4 separate regions of the Sus scrofa genome follow, and regions 2, 3 and 4 are each linked to region 1. Evidence: chromatin contacts called from public Hi-C and HiChIP or PLAC-seq data. All regions are on one chromosome and are shown on one strand. Each heading gives the region's core, a stretch centred on a gene start, on an enhancer-like site or on the middle of the called end of the contact. The rest is flanking DNA. Distances are from core to core; before and after follow the strand shown. Region 1 holds the start of ABHD16A (abhydrolase domain containing 16A). Region 2 holds the start of SLC44A4 (solute carrier family 44 member 4). Region 3 holds the start of DDX39B (DExD-box helicase 39B). Region 4 holds the start of NEU1 (neuraminidase 1).

Evidence for each region. A called contact is a pair of places that touch in the nucleus more often than the background predicts. HiChIP or PLAC-seq counts read pairs in DNA pulled down with a chosen protein or histone mark.
Region 2: a Hi-C map of epiblast stem cells shows a contact between it and region 1, with 1.8 times the contacts expected there. The contact joins the promoter of SLC44A4 here to the promoter of ABHD16A in region 1. A contact is called at or near these places in 1 of 47 Hi-C or Micro-C datasets (epiblast stem cells) and 1 of 2 datasets of contacts at active chromatin or transcription factors (alveolar macrophages).
Region 3: a contact with region 1 is called in an H3K27ac HiChIP or PLAC-seq map of alveolar macrophages. The contact joins the promoter of DDX39B here to the promoter of ABHD16A in region 1. A contact is called at or near these places in 1 of 5 promoter capture datasets (skeletal muscle), 1 of 47 Hi-C or Micro-C datasets (epiblast stem cells) and 1 of 2 datasets of contacts at active chromatin or transcription factors (alveolar macrophages).
Region 4: a contact with region 1 is called in an H3K27ac HiChIP or PLAC-seq map of alveolar macrophages. The contact joins the promoter of NEU1 here to the promoter of ABHD16A in region 1. A contact is called at or near these places in 1 of 5 promoter capture datasets (liver), 2 of 47 Hi-C or Micro-C datasets (epiblast stem cells and fetal liver) and 2 of 2 datasets of contacts at active chromatin or transcription factors (alveolar macrophages and skeletal muscle).

The regions. Positions count from the first base shown.
Region 1 is chr7:23,813,518-23,816,329 of Sscrofa11.1, forward strand. ABHD16A (abhydrolase domain containing 16A) reads right to left here and starts at 1,376. Exons shown (of 20, transcript NM_001195326.1): 1 at 1,205-1,376; 2 at 162-218. The coding sequence starts at 1,336. It also overlaps a transcript of LY6G6F not described here.
Region 2 is chr7:23,975,802-23,978,613 of Sscrofa11.1, forward strand. SLC44A4 (solute carrier family 44 member 4) reads right to left here and starts at 1,429. Exons shown (of 21, transcript NM_001101818.1): 1 at 1,379-1,429. The coding sequence starts at 1,412. It overlaps EHMT2 (euchromatic histone lysine methyltransferase 2), which reads right to left. Exons shown (of 29, transcript NM_001101823.1): 28 at 2,714-2,812; 29 at 1,882-2,387. The coding sequence ends at 2,207.
Region 3 is chr7:23,666,278-23,669,089 of Sscrofa11.1, forward strand. DDX39B (DExD-box helicase 39B) reads right to left here and starts at 1,340. Exons shown (of 10, transcript NM_001005157.1): 1 at 1,130-1,340; 2 at 224-351. The coding sequence starts at 1,340.
Region 4 is chr7:23,957,228-23,960,039 of Sscrofa11.1, forward strand. It overlaps NEU1 (neuraminidase 1), which reads right to left and starts at 1,432. Exons shown (of 6, transcript NM_001101822.1): 1 at 1,131-1,432; 2 at 525-717. The coding sequence starts at 1,292. It overlaps SLC44A4 (solute carrier family 44 member 4), which reads right to left. Exons shown (of 21, transcript NM_001101818.1): 21 at 1,708-1,952. The coding sequence ends at 1,831.

The DNA.
Region 1 (2,812 bases), core at 126-2,625:
GTCTGCCAGCTTCAGCGTGTGTGCTGGAGACATCTGCAGCAGAGCCCGGAGCATCCCCCACCCCCAGGGGTGCAGCCTACGCCTAGGTAGGGAGGAGAAAGTTCAGGAGGGCAGCTGGGTCTGAAAAGATGCAGAAGCCTCAGAGGCCAGGGCAGACGTACCAGCGCGAGGATGCTGTCAGCATGTTTCTCGAGGGCACGGGGCTGATAATATGTATCCTGCCAAAACAGATGGCCGAATTAAGAACCCTACTCATTGACATATCCCCCCAGCCCCTTCCCTTCCAGAAGCCCTGATGTATGTCTTCTGGTTCTCACCCCCAAAGCCACCTCTCCTGGGACAGCCCTGTCTCTCAAGAAAGCCCTTCTCCCTCACCCCAACTCAGAACCTGATTTTCCACCCCAGACCATGAGAACAGGGGGCTGGGCTTGGGAGCTAAGGTGAAAGCATCCTTGGACGACTTTTGCTCCTTCTTCACGACCCAGTTTCAAATGAGTTGTGTGCATAGGGGAGAGGGGTTAGAGAAGGCAAGACACTATGACAACTTTAAGAGGGACAGAAGAGCATCAGAAAGAAGAGTAGGGTGATAAAGGAAGGGAATTTGGCTGGGGTGGGCGGTGTGTAGAGGACAGTAAACATAATTTGAGACTACTGACAAAAAGGAAGAGAACGTTTAGGGGCACAGCCTACCGCCCTACCCTGGCTTTTATGAACGCAATGATCCCGGGGTCTCCACGGTAGGCGGGGGTGGGGTGGGAAAAACGAACATATGATATGCTGCTGAAGAAGTCATTTTGAAATTCAAGGCCACGGAAGATAAAGGGAACCGCGTAGGGCATTGAGTAAGAAGAAATGGAGAGTTTGATGGCAAAATCATCCAGCTCCGGAATCCGCGCAGGGTCTCTTCCCGACTTAAAAGCCAATGGGGACAGGCATAAACCACGACCCGCAGGGTGAGGGGCCGAGAGAGGAAAAGGCAAGGAGTGGGAGTCGGAATGAGAAAACACCGGCAAACAGCGACAAAGGAGTCAACCAGTTCACAGACGTGACTTTAATCCAGGAAGCACAAAGAGCGCAGACTTTGCGACACCTGGCCTGACAAACTGGCTCCCCCGATTCCTAATAATGGACGCTTCTGGGGAGCAAAGGCCGCAAAGGGGCTTGGGCCATACCATGTTTTTAACCAGGGGAGAACTCGACTCACCCAGGAGCTGGAAGAGGCGGTAGTGACTGAAGTTGGAGTCCCAGGGACACCAGACGCGGCCCTTTCTGAGTCCCTTTCCCGGTAGATTTTGTAGAGCCGGGGTCCTAGGACGCAGCTCAGCAGCTTCGCCATAGCCCCGGCCCGGGCCGCTGCTCTTCCAGCAGCAGGTCCCCCCGCCGGCCCCGCCCTCCCCCGCCTCCGAGGTGTTGCGTGCCCTTGACGTCAGCACGTACCGGCTCCGCCTCGCGCGGAGCTGAGACATCTTCAGCGCTCCTCGAGCAGGGTTTCTTGCGTTTGGAGCTACGGGTACAGCAATGGTCAGAAATTAGTTGAAAGCGTTTGGAACGCGGAGAGCTAAAATGTTGTCACTTTTTTCTGTCTCTTAATGCTGTCAGACTCTCGAGCGATAGTTGACAAGAGCAACAAAAAAGGTGTTTAGAAATACATCTAATAAAAGAAATGCAAGATTTTACGGTGAAAATTACAGCATTTATTGAAAGAGAAAAGCAAAGCCTTGGATGAATTGGGAGTTGCGCCTTGGTCATGTATGGGAGGATAGTATTGCTAAGATGTGTGAAGTACTGGTTTTCAGCAGGATAAATTATCTCACTTTAGCATGAACAAATCTCAAAACCATATACATAGTGTTGGAAAAAAAGAAAGCCACAGAATATTACACGCAACATGACACCGTGGTATAAAATTCAAAAACACATGAAATAAATAAATAAATAAATAAATAAATAAATTTAGGGGCCGCACCCGTGGCACATGGAAGTTCCCAGGTTAGGGGTCAAATCGGAGCTACAGCTGCCCACCTGCACAGCAGCCACAGACAGCAATGCAAGATCCAAGCCTCCTTTGCAACCTACACTGCAGCTCAGCGCAATGCCTGATCCTTAACCCACTGGGCGAGGCTTGCGTCCTCCTGGATACTAGTCAAATTTGTTTCTGCCGAACCACAGCGGGGACTCCTCTCAAACACATAAAATTTAATAGTCAGGTATGTTAAAGAGCAAATTTATTTATTTATTTATTTATTTATTTATTTTAGGGCTGCAGATGTGGCATATGGATGTTCCCAGACCAGGGGTCGAATCAGAACTGTAGCTGAAGGCCTACGCCATCGGCACAGTGACACCAGATGGGAGCTGCATCTGTGACCTACGCCTACGCCATAGGCACAGTGACACCAGATGGGAGCTGCATCTGTGACCTACACTTCAGTAACAGCAAAGGCAGATCCTTAATACGCTGAGCCAAGCCAGGGGTTGAACCTGCATCCTCATGGATACTAGTCTGGTTCGTTAACGCTGAACCACAACAGCAATTACTAAAGAGCAAGTTTAGAATATTGTTACATAGCATAGAAGATCTTTGGCCGAAAGGGTAATATTCTATTTCTCAATAGATATACAGATTTGTTTTATTTTTCTTTGTATCTTACACCTACATAGTATATAAACTCTTTTGCTTTTTTTTTTTTTTTTTTTTTTTTTCCTCTTTTTCAGCCACACCCTAGGCAAATGGAAGTTCCTGGCCAGGATCCAGTCAAGCCTGAGTGCAACAAATGCCACAGCTACAGCAACTCAGGATCTTCTTAACCCT
Region 2 (2,812 bases), core at 179-2,678, 160 kb after region 1:
TGGGCGCAGATTCAGAGCTTTTCAGGGAGGTCATAGCCCCTTCGGCATCGACCCCAGCCCCTTCCTCTACCCCCGGCCCCAAGCTAAGGGGAAAGACACTGGAACCGAAGGCATCCACTCCCCCAAGGCCCGGGGAGGGGAGGGGCCCCTGCAGACCCCCACCCCGAAAGGACTTCGGTCTGGTCTCCAGGCTACTGTCAGTCCCTGGGAGGGCAGTCCCGGTGACACCTGAGCCTGGCAGTTGAGATTGGGGCCACGTCCTGTTCCTGGTCCTCCCTGAGTACACACAGAGAGGGGGTGGGGCCAGGCAGCCAGGGTCCCCTGTGGGCATCGAGGAGGGAGGACAGAGGGCTGGGATGGGGTGTGGTCCATTGTCCCTGGTGCCCTGGACTCTGTCCCTCCAAGGTTCTCGGACATGATGTCAATGATTGACCCAAAGCCGCTCCGGGAAGCTGAAGCTTACGAGGCGCCCTCACTGCTCCCTCCCCTAATTCCCTTTGGACCAAGGAAGGCTTCTGGGAGGCCCCTCCTTTGGGTTCCCTTCTTTCCAGAGAGAAGTTCAGAACCCCAGACCCCAGGGGGCCTCGGCAGGCAACCCCCTAGCCTTCGATGCTCACAGGTGTCCCAGTGTCCTCTCCCTTCAGACTCCCGCCCCCCAACCCCAGGCCTGGGGACCCCTGGGCAGCCTCCCAGCCTTGTTCCTCACAGATTCTGGAGACAGGCTCCCTGCTCCCTTTCCTGAGGCCTTACCCTGCAGAGGACCCTCAGCAGGTGCTGCTCCCCATTCCTCTGTGTACACCCTCCTAACAGAGACCCTCGAGACAGGCCCCCAGCCCCCTCTCCACCAAGATCTGCAGCCCCAGCTCCTCAGAGGGACCCCCAGCACCCTGTCCCCTCAGAGACCCAGAGTCCAGGCCGAAACTCCTCCTCCTCTTGGGGACCGCAGCTGCTTCTCCTGACAGCTGCCTAGACCCCAGCTCACCCCTCCCAGGCTCTGCAGCACCTGACACCCCCAGCCTGAGCCCTTTCCCCTCCTCAGGACCCTGTCCCTGCCTCCTTCCGGTTCAGGCTCTGCTTCCCAGGGCCCTGCCTCCAGAGAACCAGAGTCCAGGGCTGATAGCACCCCCTCCTCCCAGGGACCCCAGATGCACTCCGGGAAGGCTCCCCAGCCATGGCTCCCAGCCCCAGAACCCCGTCCTCCTCCCAGGACCTTCTTCCATCAGCTCATTTCCTGGTCCCTCCCCTCTGGGACTACGGCTCCCCTCAGCTCCACTCCTTGGGGCGACCCCAGCACCGCGCCCCCCTCCCCATTCCCAGTGTAGCTCTCCCTTTCCTCACTGGAGCCCGAGCCCCCATCCCAGCCTGGCCCCAGCCTCACCGTAGGCCTTGTCTGGGTCCTGTTTTTCCCCCATGGCTCAGTCTCCGGAGTGATTGGAGCCTGGGAGACCTGGCAGCTCACCTGCCACCTGCCCCGCCCTCCCTCTGGCACGTCACAGCCCCACCCCTGCCTGTGGTCCCTGACACACTCTAGTTCCTCCTACTTGACTCTGAGCTGGAAGGCGAGCCTGGGATGGGGTCAGGTCAAGGCTACTTGCTCAGGCCTCAAGGACCACGACCTGAAGGACTCCCGCACGCTCTAAGAAAACCCTCCTCAATTTTGCCAACTTCCTCACTGGTTGTACACTCCCGCCCACACCCTCCCGCAAAAGATTAAGTGTCCAGATGAGATTTGGCCTTGACCAGAGATCCTGCACCCGGTCACCCCCTGCCCCTCCCCCGGGCGGCCAGCCGCACCAGCCACACCAGGCACACCTGCCCGGCCTGCTTCCCATCCTCACCTGCCCCTCGCACCCACGTTCCCTCTGGCTGCAACCCCTCGGCTTATTACAAACCCAACATTTATTGAGAACAAAGGAAACCAGTTAGCATAGGGCCCCAATTTCAATTCATCAAACTTCAGCTAAGGATGGGGAACAGGGGGGTGGCCAGCCCTGAAGTCACTCTCCCAGGGAGGAACCAGCTCTGGGAGAGAGGGGCTGTCAGACCTCCAGGGCCTGGCGGGGATCTCTGGCTGAGGAATGTGTGGAGGGGTGCAGGGACAGGAGACTGTGGCACCCCCAGGTGTGGGCTGTGGGCAGCAAGTAGCAGAGGTGGCTGCCGAGTTGGTGGCCGTCCTGGGGTAGGGAGGGGTGTGTGTGGTCCACTCTCAGGGGTTGACGGGGGGCAAGGAGCTGAGCTCGGGCAGCAGCTCGGGGTGGGGGTCCAGGCGGGCCAGGCGGCTCTGCTCCAGGGCGATGGCCTCCGCTGAGTGCTTGCACTTCTCAGAGCCACACTGGCAGGTGAAATATTTGCTTTTGATGTCCCAGAAGCGGTCACCATAGTCAAACCTGTCAGGGGAGCACAGGCGGTCTGTGGGACCCAGACCCACTCCGAAGCATCTGTCCCCATCTTCTGCGGGGCTCTGAGGCCTCCTATGCTCTCTGCACCTACAGCCCCAGCGCTGCCCAGGAGCTTGTTAGGAATGAGGACTCTTGGGCCTCATCCCAAACCTACTGACTCAAAACCTGTGCGGCTTGGGACTCTGTTTATGGCCCGTTTCAGAGAAGCTCTGCTCTAATCCGTGCCTGGAGAGCAGGCACTCTCCAGCCTTCCTGCTCTGGTCCCGGGCCGGCTGCCCCTCCCACACCCATGGCCGCGTCCCAGGCTGCCTCACCCCAGCTCCTCCCCGGTCCGGATGTCTCGTGAACTGAAGAAGGCAATGCGCGGAAATCGCAGGTCTTGGTGTAGCATGAAGACCCGGACGGGGATGATG
Region 3 (2,812 bases), core at 90-2,589, 150 kb before region 1:
TCACAAAAGCACACCTGGCAGATCACAACTGACTATAGTTTGGAGCTCTAAACCATTAACCCCATGATTACTACAGAACATTCCCCACGGCTGTCAGTCAAGAATGAGAGGTCACCTTAGCAACAAGCACTGGTGGCTCTGAATGCATCATGGAGCTGACACAAACACCCTTCCCGAACACTGCAAACCAAAATGCCTCCTCCAGCACTTTCCCCAAGCATACCTGCCCAGTAACTGGCTCCAGCTGTTGCAGTGTAGCCAGCACAAACACCGCTGTCTTCCCCATGCCTGACTTGGCCTGGCATAGGACATCCATTCCCAGGATGGCCTGAGGGATGCATTCATGCTGAACTATAAGGAGGGGGGAAAAAGGATAATTAGACTTCAGTCTCCAGCTAACTTGGCCAGCTTTTTCACCATGCCAAACCCGTTTCTCTCTACTCAATTCTTAAATGGTTCTTGTCGATTTCCAGACCCTTTCTACCTCTGCTCCCTCGAGTAATCAAAGTAATCCCCAAATCAGACCTTCCCAGTTCCTTCTAACATTGGCCTCCTCCAGTTCCAGACCCCCACAGTCCTGCTAACAACCCTCTTGCACCTACCAATTGCTTGCCTTAGGTGCTCCTGACTCTGTCCGAATGTTTCTTAATCTGTAACAATCCATGACTTTTGAGTGCCTGCCACAGGCCATTTCTCCTACTTAGGCTGTCATGCTTTGGGTCACATAACCCTGCAACCTTGGACAAAATGAAGGACTTGGTACCTGACCCAAAGCCAGCCACCTTTAGACCAGCCATAACGGTTTCCAGAGACCAGAGCTGGCTTGGCTCAAGAGTCCAACCAGCTCCTCTCTGGAAATTTTAAATTAAAAGTCAAAGAAACAAAATTAAAAACAAGCAGACAAGGAGAAAAGCCAGTCACAAGATGAAAAACAGATCTCTATCTAAATTACTTTTACATCACTAGCACTTACTTGTCACCATGAATGAAAAACCAACCTATATATAACTCTTTCTACTGCTAAAACAGTTTTTGGTACTTCTTCCCTAATCTATCTTATATAATTCCGTATCACTAAAAGACCATAACCATGTTTCTCACATCCTTTAAAAGTCTGAGGAAAATTTACCTTCTGATGGATGCTCAAAGCCACAGTCAACAATGGCCCGGAGCAACTCTGGCTTGAGCAGGAAGTCACGAAAGCCAGAGCTGTGGATGGAGACATAGGAGCCCTTGACATCCTTCTTGGCAGGGGCCTCAGCCCCATCTCCCCCAGCTGCTGTCTCCACCTCATCGTCTTCATAATCCAAGAGCTCATTGTCCACATCGTTCTCTGCCATAACTGGGCCGGCAGGGGGAGAAGGGGAGGCGTCTCCGGCTGGGTTCACACAGAATAAGACAGGGGAGAGTGGAGGCTCGAGGAACAGGAGAGGAAAAGAAATACTAGTTTCTGACAGAAGAGCTAGGGAAAAAAACCAGAGAGAAGACTCATCAGTCATGAGCAGAGCCTTAGCCACCTCTTCCATCCCCACACTTTCCACTTTCCCTAAACTATGAAACATTGAAAGTAACAAAAAAACCCACAAGAATTAAAAGGGAAAAGCAAACGTAATACAGGGAATGAAAAAAGTGGTCCCAGAGGAGGTGATTAGGACACAGGTTCCCCAAAACCTCAGCTCAAAGAAGCAGAAACCCGGAAGTTGGAAGGGCAAGATCAGCTTACAAATCCCAGGTCTGTGACAGCAGCAAAGAAAGAAAGAAAGAAAAAAAAAAAAAAACCATGAAAAGCAGAACATAGATAATGACTTAAGAACGGAGAATGAAAACGACAAAATGACAGGCCCTCAAGATCTTGTGCTTTCCCTACGAAGTGTACAATCTCAACTTCTAATACAGCAGCCATCAGTCAAGGGTGATAGATAAAAGTCGTCACTGCGCAAAGCTCTCACTTTTCAAAATGAAAACATCATGTGGCTGCCACCCACCTCTCCCCAGCACTCCAGCCTCCCACTCCTCAGTAACCGCCTTCTGGCGTTTAAAGGCCTTGGGTAACTTATGGCGGGGGGAGGGGTCTAGAGAAATGCCAGACCGGGAAAAATTCATCTCCCCAACAAACAATGAATGAAAAGCAGGCCAATAACTAAGATGAATCCTCTTTCCAGTTAATAAGTAAAACCTTCGTCACCATTGCGTTACTCTTCAGGCCTCACCCCCTTTCCGAAAAACACATTGACACCATTCCTAAACAATTAAAACGCTCTAAATAATAGTGGGAAGGCCGAAATGAGAAAAGTTCAACTAGGCCCAGAAGCCGCCGATTCCCACTACCGCGAGCCGACAACGCAAAAATAAGCGGGAGGATGAAAAGAGCCCCGCCCTCCGCAAATGCCCAAGGCCAGAGGACGCCTAGCGTCACCTCTCATCGCCGCTGGGGCCTCCGATTAAGCAGGCGCCCACTGGAGGAGCGAAGAGTAAAGGAAACACAATGGCGCCAGGGCCACCATCTTGGACTTCCCCCCCTCCCCCGCGCGCCGCTTCCCTGCCTCCGCCCCCCCAACCTTCTTGCTCTTGAAAGGAATGTATGCGGTGGAAGTAACAACTCAATCAGACCCCGGCGACCAGACCGTAGCTTGTACAAGGGTTATCAGGAGCCCTGCGACGGGATGGCCGCAGAGAAACGCAGATGGAGTCGGATTGTGCTGAAAGCCAAACCTTACCTGAACAAGGCGAAGGCGTATGGCGGCGGCAACAGCGACGAAGGAGGGAATCGGCCTTCACTTCCGGTTCCCCGCTCCCCACCCCCCACCTCCGC
Region 4 (2,812 bases), core at 182-2,681, 140 kb after region 1:
AGAATATAAGCCCTGCAAAGGCGAGGATTTTTGCTCTGTTTTGTTCATAACTGTAGTCACAGAACTTAGAACACTGCCAGGTATATAGTAAGTGCTCAATAAACATTTGGATGAATGTTCAACTCCTTGGAGATCCCAATGTCTGCATTACTGCCCTGGACACCTTCCCTTCTTAGGTTGCCTCTAGTCTTCAGGGACCCAGCAGCTCCAGGGCTCTACGGAAAATCAGGCTCCCCACCCATTCAACATCTTGCCACACAGGCTTTTTTTTTTTTTTTTAGGGCTGCCCCTGCGTGCGGCATATGGAAGTTGCCAGGCTAGGTGTCAAATTGGAGCTGCACCCACCGGCCTTTGCCACAGCAATGAGGGATCCAAGCCAGGTTTGCAACCAACACCACAGATCACAGCACCGTCAGATCCTTGAACCCACTGAGCAAGGCCAGGGACTGAACCCACATCCTCATGGTTACTAGTCGGGTTCATTACTGCTAAGCGGTGGTGGGAACTCCCAGGCATAGTTTTACCCTGGTCCATGGATCTCCGCAGAGCAATGAATTTAGCGCCTTTATCCGATGCTGACATTTTCCTGGCCTCAGCGAAGGCAAGGAGGGTGCCTCGAGGAGTGGTGGTGATGAGTGGGATGCGGAAGGTGTCCACAGAACCGATCTGTTTTCCGCTCACCCACAGCAGTTGCTCCATGGTCACCAGCGGGTGCACCTGTGAAGGGAGGAGTTCCGGTGAACTGAACAAATGTGACTTGGGCTTTAGGGTGAATGAATAGCAACTCAGACGCAGGTTCCCCTGGGAAAGGTAGGGTGGTAGGGACCCCAAGTGGGAGCAGGTTTCCCAGAACAAGGAAGGGGAACCCTGAGGAGAGTTTGTAGCGAAGCTGGAGTCTCTAGGCAGCGTAAGGGACTACGAGGGGAGAAGAAGCCCTCTGGGATAGGGAAACCTCAAAAGGGGAAGGAGCTCGAATGAGGAGCCTCAGAAGGAAAGAGGACGAGGAACCCAGAGAGGGGCAGGGATTGGGAAAGGAGAGGGGGCTTAGCAGCCTGCGTCCCGGGCGTACAACCTGACACAGACCGACCGCCTGCGTGGTTGGGGATGGGGCCATGCGAGGGTTAACTCACCAGACTGAAGTCGTTCTTTGCCCTGGCTCCGACTCCTGCCGGAGACAACAGCAGCAGGAAGATCGAGGCAAATACCTGGGCCCTATAGGCTTCCCCTAATCCCAGCATAGGCGGTCTCCCGGGTCTGCCCAGGGGCACTGCGCCGGGTCGCTCCGCAGTCATCTCTCCCCCGCGGCGGCCGCGACCCTGGCTCCACGATTAGACGCGGGCTTGAGTCGCTCAGTTGACCCCAGCCCTTTAAATGCTCAGATGTCACCCTCAAATCCACAGCAAGTCAGGGCCCCCAGCCGAGCTACCGCGACTTTAATTGGCCCTCGCGTAACTCCTCACGTGACCCTTCAGCACCTCCTCTCTACGTTGTCCAATGGGCCTTCTTTGAAGTCCCGGAGCGCGTGACCCGAACGGGAAGACTATTGGTTTGATTGAAGAAGGGGGCGGGCATAACTCCACAGATGCCTTTTGATTGGCCGTGATACTGGTGGGGGTGTAGGGGCGTCACAGGGGCAGGGCCCCTTTTAAAGAGCCAGGTGGGCGGGGGAGGGCAGCGTGTGGTCTTGGAGGAAATAAAAGTCCCAGAGTTTTTGAGAAAACACAATATCAATCTTTTAATCTTTTTACTACAAAATCGACATCTGGAAGGCGGGAATGAGGCTGGGAGGCTGTACAGGCGGGGTGCTGTTTTGGATCAGGGCTACGTCTCTCACTTCTTCCTCTTCTTGTCTCCCGAGGGCACCTCGTTCTTCTTGCCCAGAATCTTCAGAAGGGCTTTGGACATGTAGTAGGGCCGGTCCAGGGAGCCGTCGTTCCTCTCCAGGTCTTCCACTGAGGCGCGACATAGACCCATAAGAACGGAACGTTGGGGGCTAACCCCATTCCCGGGGGTGGAAATCAAGGACCAAGAGACAGCTGCCTGGTTTCCTGGCTGCATTCCCACCAGCTGTTTTTTGGGGCAATTTTTGTAAACTGCTAAATAGGTTATGTAAATAGGTCATCTGTAGAGTGGAGTCGATAATACTATGTTTCATAGAATGAAAGGGATTAACGGAAAAAAATACATGATACATGTCAGTTTCTTAGCGGAGAGCCTGGTACTTAAGATATCCCAAATGAATGCATACAGTAGGGTGAGAAAATCCTCACTCTCTACAGCCACCTGCTGGGGAGTCTGCTGTGGCTAACTTCATCCCTAGATCTATCTTTCTTTCTCTCTCTCTCTCTCTCTCTCTCTCTCTCTCTCTCTCTCTCTCTCTCTCTCTCTCTTTCTTTCTTTCCTTTCTTTCTTTCTCTCTTCTTTCTCTCTCTTTCTCTTTCTTTCTTTCATTCTCTCTCTCTCTTTCTTTCTCTCTTTCTTCTTTCTTTCTTCCTCCCCCCCCCCGCCCCCGCCACCCCGCATTCGTGGTATACAGAAGGGCTTAGGGCACAGCTTCGCAATGCCGGATCTTTAACCCAATGTACAGGGCCAGGGATGGAACCTGCCCTGCCGCAGAGACAGCACCAGATCCTTAGCTTGCTGTACCACAGCAGGAACTCTCTTCCCTAGATTTTCTGCAGGAAGATGCCAGAGGCCTCTCCCCTGGAATGCTCCTTCTTGGGAGAGCGCAGGAGACTAGGGGCTCACTCCCATACTGCTTCCCAAATACCTGGCCTGAGGATGTTAGTAGAGGCTCCCTCAGGCTCTGGCT